Regions from separate parts of the Mus musculus genome. Here region 2 is linked to region 1. The links are chromatin contacts, called in public capture Hi-C maps. All regions are on one chromosome and are shown on one strand. The core of a region is the stretch at or near the end of the contact, and the rest is flanking DNA. Distances in the headings are between cores, read along the strand shown.

Region 1 (5,183 bases), core at 1,425-3,924:
TGGCTGGGACCAGGATGGCCCACCGGTGGCCATACAGCGCAGGCACCCAGGCCGTGTGCCGCAAGGGATGAATAATTGATACATGGAGTGGAATTACGGCTGTGGGTTCCGGTCCCTCCCGCAGCTGCACCTGTCCTGGGGAATACTGTTCTCAGAAGGGACACCCGTGCCAGCTCACACAAAATATATTGCCTTATTGGTAGGCACACATTCGGATACTCATTATCATGTTCGAATGCGTTCACACAGATGGGACTAATTAACATGATCTGGAAAAGTCTGTATGTAGTCAGAGGGGGGAGAGGAGGGAGGACTTTTCTTCATGCTAGGCAGCAGGGCTAAGAAAGCCAGAGCAGCTTGCAACAGTCCCTCTTCCCCCAACTCTAACAAGATTGGCAAAGGGTCCCAAGCTGCTGAGACAGAAACTGCCCTACATCAGGAGGCTGAGGCCACTTCAATGCTGGAGTTGCAGCGCTCAGAAAACAACACAGTGAACAAATGCCTCACAACTACACTTGGGGGCTTGGGAGAGTAGAGACACTAAACAGACAAATGAAAACTCCAAAGAAATAATACAGTGTGTGTGAGGCAGTGGGAGCAAAGACGGAGTAGGTCACGGCGTACATCTAAGGTCAGGGGCTTTCTGTGTTCCTGGTCTTAGACTGTCCTATGTCAGTATGTTGTTATTTGGCAGTAACCGTGGATACTAGAACAGTTGAGAACTGTACACAATTGTTACACCAGCTCAATGAGACTGAATTCTTATCAGGCCACTTCATGAAGAAGTCAACTGAGGCAGTGTTCCCAAGGCTGGCCAGCTAACGCATGCTCAGGCTGGGACTTGAGCCCAGGATCTGGCTCTATTGCCATACGTGGAAAACCTGCTCTGCCAGTCAATATCACACACACACACACACACACACCCCCCACATTTCACATACACATCACACACACACTATACACACATTATACATACACACCATACACACACATCACACACACATCTCACACACATACCATACACAAGTACACCATACATACACACCATATACATACACACCATATACACATACACCATGCACACACATCACTCATATACACTCACACATATCACACACATTATAATACATATCATATCCCCACATCACGAACACACACACACACATTATAATACATATCATATCCCCACATCACAAACACACACACACACAATACTTAAAGACACATCATACACATATACACATCATATACACACATATCACACACCACACCATATATACATACATAAACATCATATATACACACATATCATATACACACATCACACACACTATACATATATGCACATTACATACACATCACACATCTCATACACACACACACACACACACACACACACACACACACACACCTCTTCCCACCTTGAGATGAGGTAAAACTGAGCTAACATGGCTGAAAGTGGGCTCTGAAAAGCAGAAGGTCACCCAGCTCTGTCACCTCCTTCCTCATGTTTTTCTAAGTTTTGGGTCAGTTCCTATAATGGGTAGCAGCATGGGATGCTGAGGGCTATCCACTTTTTACTAGGTGAGGAAACTGAATTACCCAATTACTGAATTTCCCACACCTGCAGCCAGGGTCCTCTGTCAGCTAGGTTTTCATTTGGGGACCCAGAGAGTGACACTCGAGATCTTAGGAGTCCTGTAAGCTCTTGGCTCCCCTAAGCCCGGGTTTCCATTTACCAGAGAGCTGGCAGGGATGCCATGCAGGAATCAGGAGGCTCACCCTGCACCTTCACCAGGTCCTCAGTCTGCTCTTGCCTAGCCTTTCCTAAGGTGGACATTTCTGGGGACAGTCTCTGCATCAGAGACCCAAGTCTGAGCTGACAGGGACCCCCACCCTGTGAACGGAGCCTCTCGGACGTCTCCAACTCTCCCACAGCGTGGATTCTGGGTGTCCTTGACGTTTTTCCTCTGCGATCCCCCTGTTACACACACCCCCCCGAGGGTCTCCAGAGGGAAACCTCTCTTGGGCTAAACAGTGAATTTGAGGCTAAGGAGAATTCAAACTTTCCTGCTCCGGCCACAGGCAGGCAGTCCCTCCCTAAAGCAAACCACACTCTCGCAAGCCCACTGAGCCTAAAAGAGATGTCTCCGTGTTTTACTCTATGTGTACTTCAGCATGAATCTTACTCCTTCCTTGAGGCAGGACTGCAAATCAACTTTATATGGGCTGGGACAGCTGGGAGAGATAGGCAGAGATCTGATTGATAAACGGTGACAGGAGCCCAACTGTAAGGACCAGCCAGAGCAGCGATTAGCCCAGTAGGTTTACTAATCACTGAAAGGAACGCAGTTACAAACCCACAATGCCCTGGCCACTTCGGTGGGTGCCAGTTGCCTTTGCTTGCTAAAGGGACTGTAAATACAGGTCGGCGCCGTGGTGTTTGTGGGTAGACACAGAACGGCTTGCAGGGCTCTTGGTAATTGAAAACTATTGGGTCTTCAGCTCTGGACCAGAGCAGGGGACTCTGGTGGGGGTGGGGGCGGGGGCTGGGATAGGGGCATTACAGACAGAAACCCACAGAGAGAGATAGAGGAAGGGGGAGAAGAGGGAGGCTGGAAGGGGCCGGGGAGGGAGAGAAGGGGGTATGGGTAGAGGAAGGGGAGGGGCTGTGGGCGGAGAGAGGAAGGGGAGGAGTTTCTTTGTTCCTCCACTTAAGTCAGTGGTGTCCTCATGAGTTCTAGCAAGAGTGCTTTTGTTTGTGGATTTTTTGTTGTTGTTTGTTTGTTTTCGAAACAGGGTTTCTTTGTGCAGTCCTGGCTGTCCTGGAACTCCCTCTGTAGACCAGGCTGGCCTCGAACTCAGAAATCTGCCTGCCTCCACCTCACAAGTGCTGGGATTAAAGGTGTGTGTTACCACTGCCCGGCTGCAGGAGTGTTTTTAAAGAGTTTTGGAATCTCAGGTGTGAGCGAGCCGCAGTAAGGGTCTGAGTTGGGTTTGGTTTGGTCTTTTGGGGGGTTACTAGTTAAAGACCATCCTTCACATACATCATCAGGCGTGTGTCCAGACACTGGAGTCCATCCTTGCAACGTTTTTTGAAGACAAGGACTCCCCTCGCCCCTGCAGAAGATCACAGACGACCATCAAAGGACCTCCCAGTATCTCAGTGCTCAGCAAAAGGAGTTTGCTCTCTCTGGATCGGCATCTTGTGCGTCCACTTCCTCAGGTGCCTGAGCTCTGAGGATCTGAACGGTTGAAGACTCATTTCTTCCTTATTGAAATACTTGGCAGGGGGGAGGGTGTCCCTTTCCACAGCCCCTAGTATAACTTCTATGTCAAAAGGAAGTTCCATATTAAAGTCCAGGACTCTGTGGTACGTTTTAACTGAAATAAGCTGATAACGACCCCCCCCCCCACCGCCATACACACACTCTGATGTGTTTATAAAAAGATAAAGAGAGAAGGATGTGTGGTGAGGTATGGGAGAAGGGATGCCTCGGTGGGCCCATGCTGAGGCATCCCTTCTCCCGGAGGGACCAGCCACACGATTGTATAGTGTAGAATAGTTTATTCAGGGCATGGGGAAGGAAGTTAAGAGGGTAGTAGAAGCAGAAAGAGAGAGAGAGAGAGAGAGAGAGAGAGAGAGAGAGAGAGAGAGAGAGAGAGGAAGAAGAAGGAGGAGGAGGAGGGGGAGGGGGAGAGAGGAGAGGTGGCCGGCCATGAGCACGTGGAGAGAGAGCGGGAAGAGAATGGGGAGAGAGGAGGGAAGGGAAAAAGCAAGGGAGCAAGAGAGAAACAAGAGAGGGCAAGAGAGCAAGGAGCGGGCAAGCAGCCCCTTTCATAGTAGGTCAGGCCTACCTGGCTGTTGCTGTGGGGCGGAGCATACCTGGCTGTTGCCAAGTAACTGTGGGGTGGAGCTTAGACAGAATGCTAACACACAGCCACCTAGTTAAAATGCTCATGATCTGGAATCTGTAGTGTTAAAAACCAGGATTAGGATTGCTTGTGCTGAAACAGCCCCGGAGGCCCACTGAGGCTGGGTGAGGGGCATGCCTGTTTTGGAACATGGACCTCATCAAGAAAGGATGGTCTTCCCACGTGGTCTTCAGACCCTCCGTAAGCATGAGTCGAGTCAGTGGGCTGATCCCACGCAGGGTCCTCTGGACAGCTTCGTCCAGGAAACAGATTGCAGCCTGGGACTTTGTAACACTTCCGAGGTCGTGGACTCTCAGACTACTCTGGTTCATTCTGGGATTGAAGCGGATCTTAGGGAGCCTGCATGAGGCAGGACGTCACCTCTGCACTCTGCTGAGCTACTTTTCCTGAACAGCGCGCCGAATACTCAGTGCCATTTAAGGAAATCGATTCCGTGGTCCCGTTCCAGAGACTGATTCAACAAGTGCAGATTCTAGGCACCAGGGCAATTGCCCATATAATTTCCTCCAGGGCTTATAGCTGTGGGCTTAAATTATTTATTATTTAGTGTATATGGGTATTTTTGCCTGCAGATGTGTTTGTGTACATGCGCATGCAGTGCCTGCGGAAGCCAGAAGAGGGCGTTGAATCTTCCTGGGACAGTAGTTACAGGCTGTTGTGCGCTGCCGCGTGGTGCCAAGGATTGAATTCTGGTCCTTTGCAGATACAGCGCATGCTCCTAACCTGCGAGTCTTTGCTCTGGCCCCTTGTTTATTTATCGTCATAAGTCATGGTGCTTCTAAGTAAATACATTCTGTCTTGAGGCTGACTGGAGGAATCTCCGGTTCAAATCCATCCTGAGCAGAAAGGTTCACAGCACATCCTGTTCACTTCCAGTCACTGGCTTTGCCGCCCTCTGCCTCTGTTGGAGCCTCACTCAGCACAGGCATGATCTCTGCTGTGAAAATCCAAAGATTGTGCAAACGTGGACCTTTTAATCCAAAATTCAGACACACAAGAATAGCAATTGAGGGCAATGAACCGCCATACGTGTTGCAGGATATTTGATCATACTATGAACCCTGAGACTGAAAAAAGCTGTTTACTGAAAAAAAATCTGTTGTTAGTTGTGGTGTGGCTCAGCCCTTAGCACACACCTTTAATCCATCTGGCTGGAAAACAGGCACACACTTAATACACATCTTTAATCCCAAACAATGAAGGTAAAGTTAGTTTGTAGAAGGAAGCACCTGTGTTTGAAAGTGATG
Region 2 (5,183 bases), core at 1,755-4,254, 580 kb after region 1:
GCTCGCTGCCGCGTACACGGATAGAGACAATCACCTTATGCTCTGCAAATACACTCAGTTTTATATGTTCACCGCAAATCTACAAAAGAAGAAACTTTGAGTGCTCTGCTGTTTTTAATGAAGAAGAGTGCTGGGGGTAGAGGAAGAGAAACTGAGCTCTGGGGAGGGGAGGAAATGAGAGCACACACAGTAGGGAGCACACACACACAGAGTAGGGCGAATATGTGCTTTCCCAGGGAGTCGCCAGGACAGTGACTTTATCATCACGCACAGTGTGCCTGTATTGAATTATCAAACTGTACCATTGAAATAATTACAAATTAGTTTTAAAAATAACAAAATCGGGGCTGGAGAGATGGCTCAGTGGTTAAGAGCTCCGACTGCTCTTCCAAAGGTCCCGAGTTCAAATCCCAGCAACCACATGGTGGTTCACAACCATCCATAATGAGATCTGACTCCCTCTTCTGGTGTGTCTGAAGACAGCTACAGTGTACATACATATAATAATAAATAAGTCTTAAAAAAAAATAAAATCGTGTTGCGGTCCTTATTTTCAACGTAATTAAATGGAATAGACCATGTACCGATTAACAAAAGAACAAGCAACAGTGATTAATGTTTCTCCCGGGCTCCGTAACTGCTGCATTTCTTCGGTCACTCCATCTTCTGTCAGTTATTGAGAAACGATTCTTCACCTAAAAGTAAGACTCTGTGTGGAAAACCGCACTCGACGCCGCCGTTTTCCCACAGGGGTCCCCGCCAGTGGTTTTTCTGGGGATGCTTTGTAGCGTGACTCTCTGTCCCTCTCCCGGGATTCTCAGCGCCCCTGTCCCGTGGGAGTCATGGCTCCTGCACCTTACTGGACCCCACGCCTTGTCTGCTTCATCGGAACTGAGTCCTCACCCGGTACAGAGGATCCACTTCCTCTCTTACATTCTCTGGATACTTGCCTCTGTCCAGCGACCTGAGGTTACAACACAGTGTGCTTCACTGCTCTGGGCACTTGGTGGTGTTTTCATTTCATGCTTTTTTTTGGTGGATTGAACTATTTTTTAAAGCCTGGTTTCATTCATTCACTCATTCATTTATTTGGAAACAGAATATATCATTATGTAGTTCTGCCCGTGGTCCTCTTGGAGGACCACACTCTTCCGTTCTGTTCAGAGATAACCTTAAGCACACTCTTTCAGACCTTTCACTGTTCCCGCATTTCTTGCTATATATGTTTGTTTTTACAGTTATCATATTTATTCCCTAGATTTCTTTTTTTCCCTCCAGTCTGCTGGGTTGTTTTTTTTTTTTAAAGACCAATTTAACTTTATGTGTTTACCTGCACGCATGTTTGCGCACCGCACGCATGCGTGGAGCTCCCAAAGGCCAGAGGAGCGCATCGGAACCCCTAGAGCTGGAGTTGTGGATGGCTGTGAGCTGCTATGTGGCTGCTGGGAATCGAATCTGGGTCCACTACCCTAGCAGTGAGGGCTCTTAAGCGTAGAGTCACCTCTCCAGCCACAGTCTGTCCCGTTGTAGCTGAGGGAGTGAACACAGGCCCTGATATATTCTAAGTGGCTGTACTATCACTGAGCTGCACAGGTCTTGTCCATGAATATATTTCTTACATTTTTCTTGATGTAAGTTTTATTTTTGTTAAAGTTCAATTATACACAATAAGGTATACATGCTTTCAGAGCAAAACAATAGATTTATGTACAAAAATGTCTAATATTTATCACAGTATATGTATATATCATTTTTTAGACCTATCTTTCTGCCAATGTATCGTATTCTATATTTTATTCTTCATATAAGAAAATTATACGTTAGCTACTTTAAAGTTATTCTAAATTTGAATCATTTTTATTATCTATTTATCACCGTGTGTGCACATGTATGTCCATGCGTGGGTGTGCATGTGTCATGGTGTACATGTGCAGGTCGGACGATCTGTGGGAGTCGGTTCTCTTCTTCCACCACGCGGGACCTGGGGATTGAACTCAGCCCCTCAGGCTTGTACTTTCTGAGCCTTCTTGCTGCTTCTTGTTCAGAAGTACTATCTTTATATAACTATGGCAACGCATTATTCATTAACACAGTAAATATATATTATAATAAATCCTGTATACCAATCACACGTAGCATGTGAACATATAACTTAGTCATATCCACATGACATCAAGTCCCAGTGTAGGCATTTTCAGCCTGCTACTTTGTTTCGTTTGTTTGGTTTTGTTTTTTGAGACAGGGTCTAAGTTTGTAGTTTAGGATAACCTTGAACTCAAAAATCCTTGTGCCTCGGCCTTCTGAATTATAGTTGTTTTTCATTGTGGCAGTGGCTCTTTGTTTGTTTTGAAACAGGGTTTCTCTATGTAGCCCACAGGCTGTCCAGGAACTCAGAGACCTGGCTGCCTTTGCTCTGATGACTGGGATAAAGGTGTGACCCCCCCCCACACACACACACACACCCATCCCATCCCAGGTATTTTTATTTGTGGTTGGCTATATTGTGTTGCCTCTTAGAAAAAATATTTTGGGGGTCTGGGATATAGCTCTTTAAGCCAACGTCAACGTCAGTCAGTTAAATAGTATGGTCAAGACTACATAAGACCTTGTCTCAAAAAAGAAAAAAGAAAAGAAACTTGATTTCTATTGTCTGCCAGATATTACACACAGAACTAGAGGGCCTCCGGATGGCACCATTTTCTTCCACAGTAAGGCCTTTCTCCTTCCTCTGTGAGGTAAGGAGGGATCTCTGTTACAGGATATTTGATTATTGTACATAGAAAGCCCGATTGCTAACAAAATATAAAAGCTTAAATAGATGTCACAGGCAGTTAGGTGAGCCCAGTAGAGATGCAGTCTGGGTGTGTCCCTAAAAGCCTCCATAGATAAGAATGCTAAAGAATGGAAAGTCCCTGCATATTTTAAGACAAATTCCTGGGGAGGGGAGTCTTGTGGTCTTTGCTCTAGGACCCCAGACAAAGTCAGCTGGATGGCCTTGAGCCACCCCACTGTAAAGGTGAAATGGTTCTGCCCTGCTGACTTGGCTTGGAGCCCCCACCATGATGGTGACATGGTTCAGCCTGCCAAGTGGGGGAGGGGAGGAGCTAGAGATGTCTTTATAGCTATTGGACCTTTGAGAGCTCTCTCTTTTGGCTTGGAAGGAGCTCTGGGTATGTGTTAGGCATTTTCTCTCTGGGCTTGCAGGAACAACAGAGAAGCAGCTGGTAGGACACAGAATAGGATTCTAGGAGAGAGCTGAGGAGCCCTCTTGGGTTTGGAGGAGCTCAAGAGAAAGGTAGACTAGCTCAGTAGAATAACACAAATAGAAAGAGATTTCTAAAGAGCTATCAGGTTAGTTGTAGGATCACCCTTGTAAATAGATATTTTGTGTATAGTTAAGGAAATAAAGTTTCTGGGGCTGGAGAGATGGCTGAGCAAAGAGCTCTGGCTGCTCTTCCGAAGATCCTGAGTTCAATTCCTAGCAACCACATGGTGGCTCACAACCATCTGTAATTGGATCCGATGTCCTCTTCTGCTGTGTCAAGGACAATGTGGTAATATACATAAAATAAATAAATCAATCTTAAAAAAAAAAAAAAAGAAACAAGCCGGGCATGGTGGCGCACACCTTTAATCCCAGCACTCAGGAGGCAGAGGCAGGCAGATTTCTGAGTTCGAGGCCAGCCTGGTCTACAAAGTGAGCTCCAGGACAGCCAGGGCTATACAGAGAAACCCTGTCTCAAAAAAAAAAAAAAAAAAAAGAAAGAAAGAAAGAAAGAAAGAAAGAAAGAGAGAGAGAGAGAAAGAAAGAAAGAAAATAAAGAAAAATAAAGTTTCCTAGATTAGCGCTGGGCAGTGGTGGTGCACGCCTTTAATCCCAGCACTTGGGAGATAGAGGCAGGTGGGTTTCTGAGTTTGCGGCCAGCCTGGTTTACAGAGTGGGTTCCAGGACAGCCAGGGCTATACAGAGAAACCCTGTCTCGAAAAAAAAAAAGTTTCCTAGATAAGCTATTAGGATTTTACCTCAGTTTATGCCTCCCATGTCTTTATTGGTATATCAGGTAATTTAAATGGTTAAACATTACAGACAGATCTTTCCCTCGTTGCCCAGTTTGAAGAGAACTGAGTGATAAATCTCAGATGTAGTATCTTTTCTTACTGAGTACTAGGTAATCTCAGATGGTGGTGGGACCTGCTCATTAGAAGCAATTACTCATAGGCATGGAGGGCCATCAGGGTTTGATCTTTTCACTTGGCCTCCTCCCAAGAAGAGGGGCAGAGCAGTGCACAGGCACTAGTGTGCTTGTATCCACCAGTTAGTTAGATCAGGCTACCTCCCTGCTGGAACATGTGCATTTGGCTAATGTGGCCACAGCAGTGTGGCAGAGCCAACTTCCTTATCTGGAGTCAACCCTCTGTGCAGTCCTTCCCTAAGAGTTGTAATGCCCAGACAAATATCCAACGAGGATCTAATTGTTGGTTCTCTATACATCTTCAACACCAAGGGTTGCTAAGCAACCTGTGAGCCAAATCTTAGGTCTTTTCCCCACTCGAAAGAAAGACCTTGTTGAGGTTGGAGAGAGGGCTCAGCGGTTAAGAGCACTGACTGCTCTTCCAGAGGTCCTGAGTTCAGTTCCCAGCAACCACATGGTGGCCAACAACCATCTGTAACGAGATCAGATGACCTCTTCTGGTGAGTCTGAAAACAGCATATATAAATCTTTTAAGAAAATAACTTGTTGGGGGCCAGAGGTGTAGGTTAGTTGGTAGAGAGGCCGTATCAGGGATGATCATATAACCTAACCAAGAAATGGCAAGCTCTGGGCTCAGAGAGAGAGACCCTAGCCTATGGGGATAAGACAGTGTGGTTGAACTGCATACCTTGGAGTTCTGGGAGGTGTCAGCAAGGATGGATCAGCCCCATAACTTCAGGATGGAGACAGAGGTACTCTCCTGAGGTACCGGCTCCAGCAGTCCTTGTATACCAAGCTGCCATCATGATGATATTGGCTGAGGCAGAAAGAACTACCTGCTATTCAGAATACTGATGGGCCTCACTTACAGCCTGTCAGGTCCTGTAGTGGGAATGTCCTTGCTTTCTGGTGTAGGTTTGGACACATGACTTGCTTCATCCCAAGGAATGTGGATCACTTGAAAGCAGAAACATCAGTCCACCCTTCCTT

What was found. Capture Hi-C pulls out chosen DNA fragments and counts their contacts.
Region 2: a capture Hi-C map of embryonic stem cells shows a contact between it and region 1, with 2.5 times the contacts expected there. The contact joins two enhancer-like sites. A contact is called at or near these places in 2 of 115 datasets of contacts at active chromatin or transcription factors (acute myeloid leukemia and bone marrow-derived macrophages) and 1 of 9 other capture datasets (embryonic stem cells).

What each region holds. Positions count from the first base shown.
Region 1 is chr16:93,971,072-93,976,254 of GRCm38.p6, forward strand. It overlaps a transcript of Cldn14 not described here. Among named protein-coding and RNA genes, the nearest start is that of 2410003I16Rik, 37 kb to the right of the region's middle. Within about 2 kb of position 2,675, at least 67 of the 459 cell types and tissues checked have an H3K27ac peak or open chromatin away from gene starts, as enhancers often do. A contact at or near this core is called in embryonic stem cells, where this site is marked.
Region 2 is chr16:94,549,072-94,554,254 of GRCm38.p6, forward strand. No RefSeq gene overlaps it. Among named protein-coding and RNA genes, the nearest start is that of Dyrk1a, 19 kb to the right of the region's middle. Within about 2 kb of position 3,005, at least 13 of the 459 cell types and tissues checked have an H3K27ac peak or open chromatin away from gene starts, as enhancers often do. A contact at or near this core is called in embryonic stem cells, where this site is marked.